Linked DNA regions of Mus musculus: region 2 is linked to region 1. The links are chromatin contacts, called in public promoter capture Hi-C maps. All regions are on one chromosome and are shown on one strand. Each heading gives the region's core, a stretch centred on a gene start, on an enhancer-like site or on the middle of the called end of the contact. The rest is flanking DNA. Distances are from core to core; before and after follow the strand shown. Region 1 overlaps Nek4 (NIMA (never in mitosis gene a)-related expressed kinase 4). Region 2 overlaps Nisch (nischarin).

What was found. Capture Hi-C pulls out chosen DNA fragments and counts their contacts.
Region 2: a contact with region 1 is called in a promoter capture Hi-C map of adipose tissue. The contact joins two enhancer-like sites. A contact is called at or near these places in 3 of 39 promoter capture datasets (liver and macrophages) and 3 of 9 other capture datasets (adipose tissue, liver and pancreatic islet).

The regions. Positions count from the first base shown.
Region 1 is chr14:30,972,822-30,976,413 of GRCm38.p6, reverse strand. Nek4 (NIMA (never in mitosis gene a)-related expressed kinase 4) reads right to left here. Exons shown (of 15, transcript NM_011849.3): 8 at 2,056-2,199; 9 at 1,042-1,191; 10 at 587-653. Among named protein-coding and RNA genes, the nearest start is that of Gm41121, 23 kb to the right of the region's middle. Within about 2 kb of position 2,008, at least 106 of the 459 cell types and tissues checked have an H3K27ac peak or open chromatin away from gene starts, as enhancers often do. A contact at or near this core is called in adipose tissue, where this site is marked.
Region 2 is chr14:31,195,938-31,199,529 of GRCm38.p6, reverse strand. All of the region lies in intron 3 of Nisch (nischarin), which reads left to right. Among named protein-coding and RNA genes, the nearest start is that of Nisch, 9.1 kb to the left of the region's middle. Within about 2 kb of position 1,534, at least 133 of the 459 cell types and tissues checked have an H3K27ac peak or open chromatin away from gene starts, as enhancers often do. A contact at or near this core is called in adipose tissue, where this site is marked.

The DNA.
Region 1 (3,592 bases), core at 759-3,258:
ACATTCGCCTGATTTCCAGCCTGAGATTTCAAAGGTCAAAGCCCTCTGGTTTGCTTGCTATCTCTCTCTCTCCATCTGTCTCTTTGCCTCTCTCTGTGTGTCTCTCTGTGTGTCACTTTGTCTCTCTCAAATTTATTAGTTTGTTTTAGATTTTAATTTTTGTAAAATTTTATTTTCTGTGTAGGAGTGTTCTGCCTGCATGTATATATGCACTATGTGTGTGCCCAGTGCCTATGGAGGTAAGAAGAAGGTGTCAGATCACCTGGAACTGCAGTTACAGATGGTTATGAGCTACTGTGTGGGTACTGGGATCTGAACGCTGGTCCTCTGCAAGAGCAATAATGCTATTAACTGTTGAGCATCTGTCCAGTCCCTGCCTCTCTTTTTAATTCTCTTTCTCTGATAGATAGTAAAGAGTCAGCACTCTACAGGACCTTATGAGGCTTATCTAAGAAATTAAAAAAAACCCTTCCAAGTCCTTTTTCCAAATGGATGACTGCTGCTTCAAAGTGTGTAAAGCTAACAGTCAGAGCCGGTGCTTCTTACCAGCTCTCAACAACCACCTAGATAAGGGCATCAACTTCACCTGAGGGCAGCATCTCCTCCTGTGACTGCTTTAGCCGTCTCCTCTCTCTGGCTGATAATGGTCGATCCTTTGAAAGAAAGTTGTGGAGTTATTCTTGTTTCTACTCACTAGTACTATAGCAATGCTTGATGCATCATCTAATACTGCTAAAGGCCTCCCACTGGTCTCTCAAGGAGCAGAAACCACTTTGACGTGAAGTTTAGCACATAAGGGTTACGGTTATTAGAACTATGGCATTTCTTATATTCAGAATTCAATTCAAGTGACAATCTTTGGAACTGAAGACTATATCCATTTTAATCAAAGCTAACGTTGTAAAAGTGCAAATTTGTCTCTTCTAGAATTGGTGAAGTGTGACTGATATGTTTTAATATGACCCTCCACAGATGCACACAGATTTTATCATTCAAAGCTTTATAAGAAGTGTTTTGAGCCCAGCACACATTCACACAAACCTTTGCTGATGCTGTTGAGCTGGTCCTTGAACTGTTTACACACCCAGCCACAGGTCCACCTTGGTTTCCATCATTTTGCTGTGTTGCTATGATATCCACTTTCCCAATACCAGGATAAGAAGGCAAAAGCCGAGGGGGTAATTCTTGGAACTAAAGTAATGGAAAGAGAGGGAGTTTATCAGTTCCATGTGGAGCCATCTCTAAAATCTCCCACTGGCAAGTCCCTCATACATTCACCAATGATTTGTCCTTAAAATGTTTAAAGCACTTAAAATTTTTTGAAAAGGAAGATCTCATGTCCCTAAGGCTACCCTCAACCTGACTATATATAGGCAAGGATGGACATTCATTTCTCATTTTCACATTTACATATCCTAAATTTTGGGATCACAAGTTTGTGCCACCATGCCTAGTTTACTTGGTGCTAGGGAGCTGAACCCAGGACTTCATGCAGACCAAGCAAGCACTCTACCACTGGGCTACATCCACAGTGTAAAAAGCCAAGCCTGGTTGTGCATGCCATAATCCCAGCCACTTGGAAGGCTGAGGCAACAAAGTCACCGTTTCAAGACCTGCGTGTGCTATGGAGACGCTGCTACCTAGTAGGTGTAGGAAAGGGTATTGATGGAAGGCATTTTGATAAAGGAAGCACTGAGGGCTAGGACTGCAGCTCACTGGTAGAGTGCTTCTAGAGCATACACAAGACCCTTGGTTCGCTTTCCAGCACTGCATAGAAAAAAATATATATGGTCAAGAAAATATATAAAAAGAAAAACAAAGCTGAGCAACAGCCCACCCCATTCACTCCAAACAACCCACACACTCCTGCTGTATTTCCAACACTCCGACAGCTAAAAGCATTATTACGCATCTTACCCTGGCCCAGCTTCTCAATCCACTCTTTGCATGTCTTATGTACTTTCTGGCAACTGCTAACCATTCTAAACAAAAGGCAAGCTTCCCAGAGTCTGTCTCCCACGCAGCACAATGACTCACTGGAAAGAGATTGCTGACCTGGCTCTTTGTACGACTATGGGCAGTCTGTTCCCTTTTTTTCTGCCTTCGCTGCCGGGACAAAGAAGGTTCAGACATAGAGCTGTGTGGCTGGGATCTTGGGTGGATGCTGTCCTGATTTTCTATAATACCAGTAACTTGATCCTTAAAAGCAACAAAATGAAAGAAACATACACAAACAAACTACACAGAGCAACACAACAGCCTTTGGAACTTCAAATGCCAAATTCTCCACACCTACTTTTGAAATTGCAAAACAAAGAACTAGAGAGATAGTTCAGCATCTAAGAGCACTAGCTGCTCTTCCAGAGGACCTGGGTTTAATTCCCAGTACCCACATGGCAGCTCACAGCCATCTGTAATGTTAGTTCCAGGAGATCCAATGCCTTCTTCTGGCCTCCATGGGCACTAGGCACACACCTGGTGCACAGGCATCCATGAAGGTGAAACATCTAGATATCACATAATTGAGGAAATAACTTTAATTATAAAATAGAAGTGAGAAGGAAGCATTCTCTCAAATGAATGCTTATGTTTACAGGAAATGACATTTATTAACCAAATGTTCTGGTTTTTACTCTCTTGCCTCAAACAAAAACAATTATAAATAACATGCTTAGAAATAAATTCAACGGGCTGGTGAGATGGCTCAGTGGGTAAGAGCACTGACTGCTCTTCCGAAGGTCCTGAGTTCAAATCCCAGCAACCACATGGTGGCTCACCACCCCCTCTTCTGGTGCGTCTGAACACAGCTACAGTGTACTTATTCATAATAATAAATAAATCTTTGGAAAAAAAGAAATAAATTTAACAAAAGAAATATAAAACTAAGGTTTGGGGTGTAGCTCAACGGTAGAGAACTTGACTAACACGTCTAATGTCCTAGGTACAAACATCAGAACTAAGAAAAAATTAAATAAGAGAAAGAAAAACAACCAAAAGAATGGGAGACAATATTGTCAAATCTTGTAACTCATAGGATGTGGTATCTAAAATAAAGAACTCTTTCAATTTGATAATACAAAAGATAAACCAATTAAAAATAGGCAACAATGGGCAGTGGTGGCACATGCTTTTAATCCCAACACTCGGGAGGCAGAAGCAGGCAGATCTCTGTGAATCTGAGGCCAGCATGCTCTACAGAGCAAGTTCTAGGACAGCCAGAGCTACACAGAGAAACCCTGTCTCAAAAAACAAAAGTATATATATATATATATATATATATATATAGATAGATAGATAGATAGATAGATAGATAGATAGGTTGGTAGGTAGGTAAGTAGGTAGGTAGATATAGATATCATAGATATTTCCTTTTGGAGCTGTAGAGATGGTTACGTGGTCAATGGTTAAGAGAACTGGCTGTTCAATTCCCAGCATCCACACAGTGGCTCACAACCATCTGTAATGAAATCTGATGCCCTCTACTAACTTTCAGGCATACATGCAGATAGAGTCCTCATATGAATACAACATTTTTAAAAATTAGCAACAAGGGGCTAGAGAGGTGGTGCAGTGGTTAAGAGCATATATATAT
Region 2 (3,592 bases), core at 285-2,784, 220 kb before region 1:
AAATGTTAAATGTAGACTCCAGAAGTTTCATTTTTCATGAATTTTAAAGTACATCCCGTTCTGAGTGGTGTGGTGGTTCCGTCGCTCACAGGATTTGGCATCTTTTCTGGTGTTTCCACACTGTGCATACATCACTTAGTAGCCATCTCAGTTGTCAGATCATGTGTTCCAGTATCACAGTGCCGTGTCCAGGTAACTGACTATGTGACAGTAACCCGAAGCACCTGAGCCATGGTGCTGGCCATTCAGATGTGCCAAAATGTGCCACGAATCACGTCCTGTGAGTGCAATGGTCAAAGAAAAAGATACTTTGAAAGACCACACTGCATCATTTTTTTTAAAGATTTATTTATTTTATGTATATGAGTACACTGTAGCTGTACAAGATGGTTGTGAGCCTTCATGTGGTTATTGGTAATTGAACTTTCTTAGGACCTCTGCTCGCTCCAGTCAACTCCACTCGCTCAGTCCCTGCTCCCTCCGGCTAAAAGATTTAATATTATACATAAGTACACTGTAGCTGTCTTCAGACACACCAGAAGAGGGCGTCAGATCTCATTATGGGTAACCACCCGTAATAAATGAGATTTATTTATTTTGTATATATGAGTACACTGTAGCTGTACAATGCAGTATATGAACTGTTTTGAGCATCTGTGGGTTTTAGAGCATGCCCCCTGTAGGTAAGGAGGGACTGCCACACCATATTGTGTTTTTCCTTCACCATCCCCTTATGTAAGGTGATAAATATATTGCAAGGCCCCCAGTAAAGAGCTAAAAGCAGGGCTAACGACCCTACCCATGCATACACAAATCTTTGCTACATCCGCAAGTCTGTTGTTTTTCTATCTTAGGATGGTACTTATTATGTATTCTAACCAGAGCTTTTACAGTTTGAAATATCACAGCAAAACTAGCAGGAATCTCCTCTTCATAATTTCCTGGGCTGAAGATTTATTTTTAGTGTAGATCATAACTCATTTATCTTCTTATCAGATTAGAAACTTTTCATTGTTTCTCTTCTGGAGACACTTTAAGACGTGTCTTTGGCACATCTGAATCTCTGCATCACTACTCTTGCATGTACAGACGATCCTAAAATCAAGAAAGAGTTACGCACACACATTTCAATACTGTGGTAGCCAAGGTGGCTGTGAGTGACTAGTCCGTGATGATAGATTAAGTAAATGTGCCGGACAAGGGTGGCTCGGGTTCCAGGGGACAGAGTGGGACAGCTGGAGGCTTCCTGCTACTCAGAATGATGTGTGCTTGAAAACTTATGAACTGTTCATTCCTGGCATTTTCCATTGAATAATTTTGGACTGTAGTTGACCATGATTACCACAGAAACTGAAACTGGCTGGGGGAGGTTACAGCCTAAGGTTTTATGTGAGTGTGTGTTTCATACCTACTTCATGTGTGCCCAGGAGGGGAAGGTGAGCTGGAGGAGCCACCAGACTGCTGCTCCGTACATTCTCAGTCACAGTGTGTAGGCTGCAGCCTCCCCAGCCTGCCTTACACCAGCACGTGTGCCGTCTTAGCCCATACCCCGCGGGAGGGGTGGAGTAGTGTCATCGTGAGCTTGGCTTGCACTTGCACCATGACTAATGCTGTTGAGAATTTTTTATATGCTTATTTGCCATTTGTATTTTTGGAGAAATGGATTTAAATCCCTTGTCCTTTTATTTAGTATCGGGGCTTGCTGCTGTTGTTTTGTTTGTGTTGAGTTGTAAGAGTTCTTTATGAATTCTGGGTGCTAAACCCTTATCAGAAGTGTGATATGCAAATAACTCATCTTGTTCCGTGAAGGTTTTTTTACCCTTTGTTCTTTTTTTTTTTCTTCTCTTTTTTTGCGGGAGGTGGGGGCCTGCAGATCAAATTCAGGGCTTTTACTCTCCACATGTGGAGCCCCACAGAGCTGTGCTCACGGCCTCTTGCTTTATTCTTTTGTTGTTTCTCAGGACATGGTCTCTATAGAGCATAGGCTGGCTTAGAACTATGTGGAACAAGCTGGCCTCAAACTCACCATCCTCCTGCCTCAGCCTCCCAAGTGCTGGGATTATAACATGTATCACTACACCTGGCTTTTGTGACTTGATAGTACCCTTTAAAATGTTTTATCTATTTTCATTTCATCCTTTGAAGCATCCATGCTTTCGGTTTTGACCAAGTCCATCTTTTGCGTGTTTTGGCCACATGTTTTGGGAACCATATCTGAGAAACCATCCCCCCCCCCCCCAGTGTCACAGGAATTTATATTTTCTCTTATGAATTTTGTTTCACATTTAGGATGTTGACCCATTTTGAGTTCATTTTTGTGTATGGTATGAAGTGAGGGGGAGGTCCTAGCTTGATTCTTTCAAAGTATGGATTTTAATGACTAGGGGATTCTTTCATCCAACTCTAAAATGGGAATCCAGGGGCTGGAGCAACCTTTGCTTCCTACTCCTGGATAGCTGCACTCTTAGCTTCCTAGACCCACAGTCATAGATCCCATCTCAGAACCTCTAGAGATGGTTCTGACTCTGTAGAAACCAATCCATGGATTATCACAACCATAACCGTTCTTACAGTGAACTTGGAAAATAGACAGAGCCAAGTTTGTCCTCCAGACCTGCTCATTTCATGTTAATTCCAAGTCATTCATTCAACTTTTCTGCACCCTGAACTGTTCTGAGAGTGATGATCTGGGACTCTTTGAAGGCTGCATGAGATTGCACAGTGAATGTCTGAGGCTTAGAAGAGGCATGGGTCAGGCACACCACGTGTCGTCATACTGGGCTGTTCTGGTAGGGAAGGAGACTCAGGTCTCTTCAAAAGGAAAGTTTATATCATTTCCTTATATTAAAGCTACTTGACACTTGACTGTAAACAAAAAAAATTTTTTAATTTGAAATGTAACTGTCAACTGTTAGTACTGGCTTTAGATCCATTTTATTATCATTTGTTTTAGTTGAAAGGACTGTGGGTGATAACAGGCCTGCTTGGTGTGTTTGGTTTTCAAGGTTATAGTCCTGGAGCTCTTTTAAAGTTTTATGTGAATCCTTAAGTGAGGAATCTTTGCTGAAAGTTGAACCACATATATTATGGCTGACTTCTACTAGCACAAAATAGAAGCTAGCCGAGCTCCCTCAATCCTTACTCTGTGTATCTAGGTCACATCTGAGTGATGGCCTCTGTGGCTTGTCATTAATGCCTGGCTAGTGTCCACTGACAGGCACAGTGCTTTAGCACAGGCCAAGAGATATCAGGGCCTGGCTAGGTGTTTGTTTGTTTGTTTGAATTTTACTTATTTTGTGTATTTTATGTATGAGTGCTCTATCCTCATGTACACCTGTGTGCCACAAGGGGGCATCAAACCCCATCATAGATGCTTGTGAGCCACTGTGTGCTGGTTGGAAATTGAACTCAGTGCTCTTAATTGCTGAACTCACTCTCCAGCCCCTGGCTAGGGGTTTTTAATTGAGCACTGGCATATGTATTTGGGGGTACACTTGATGCTAGGCTCTAAGTCCACATAGTGGTTACATGAAGCCCAAAGTGGAGGTGTAGCTTATCTAGAATGGAAAAGGCCCCGGGTTCCATCCCAGCA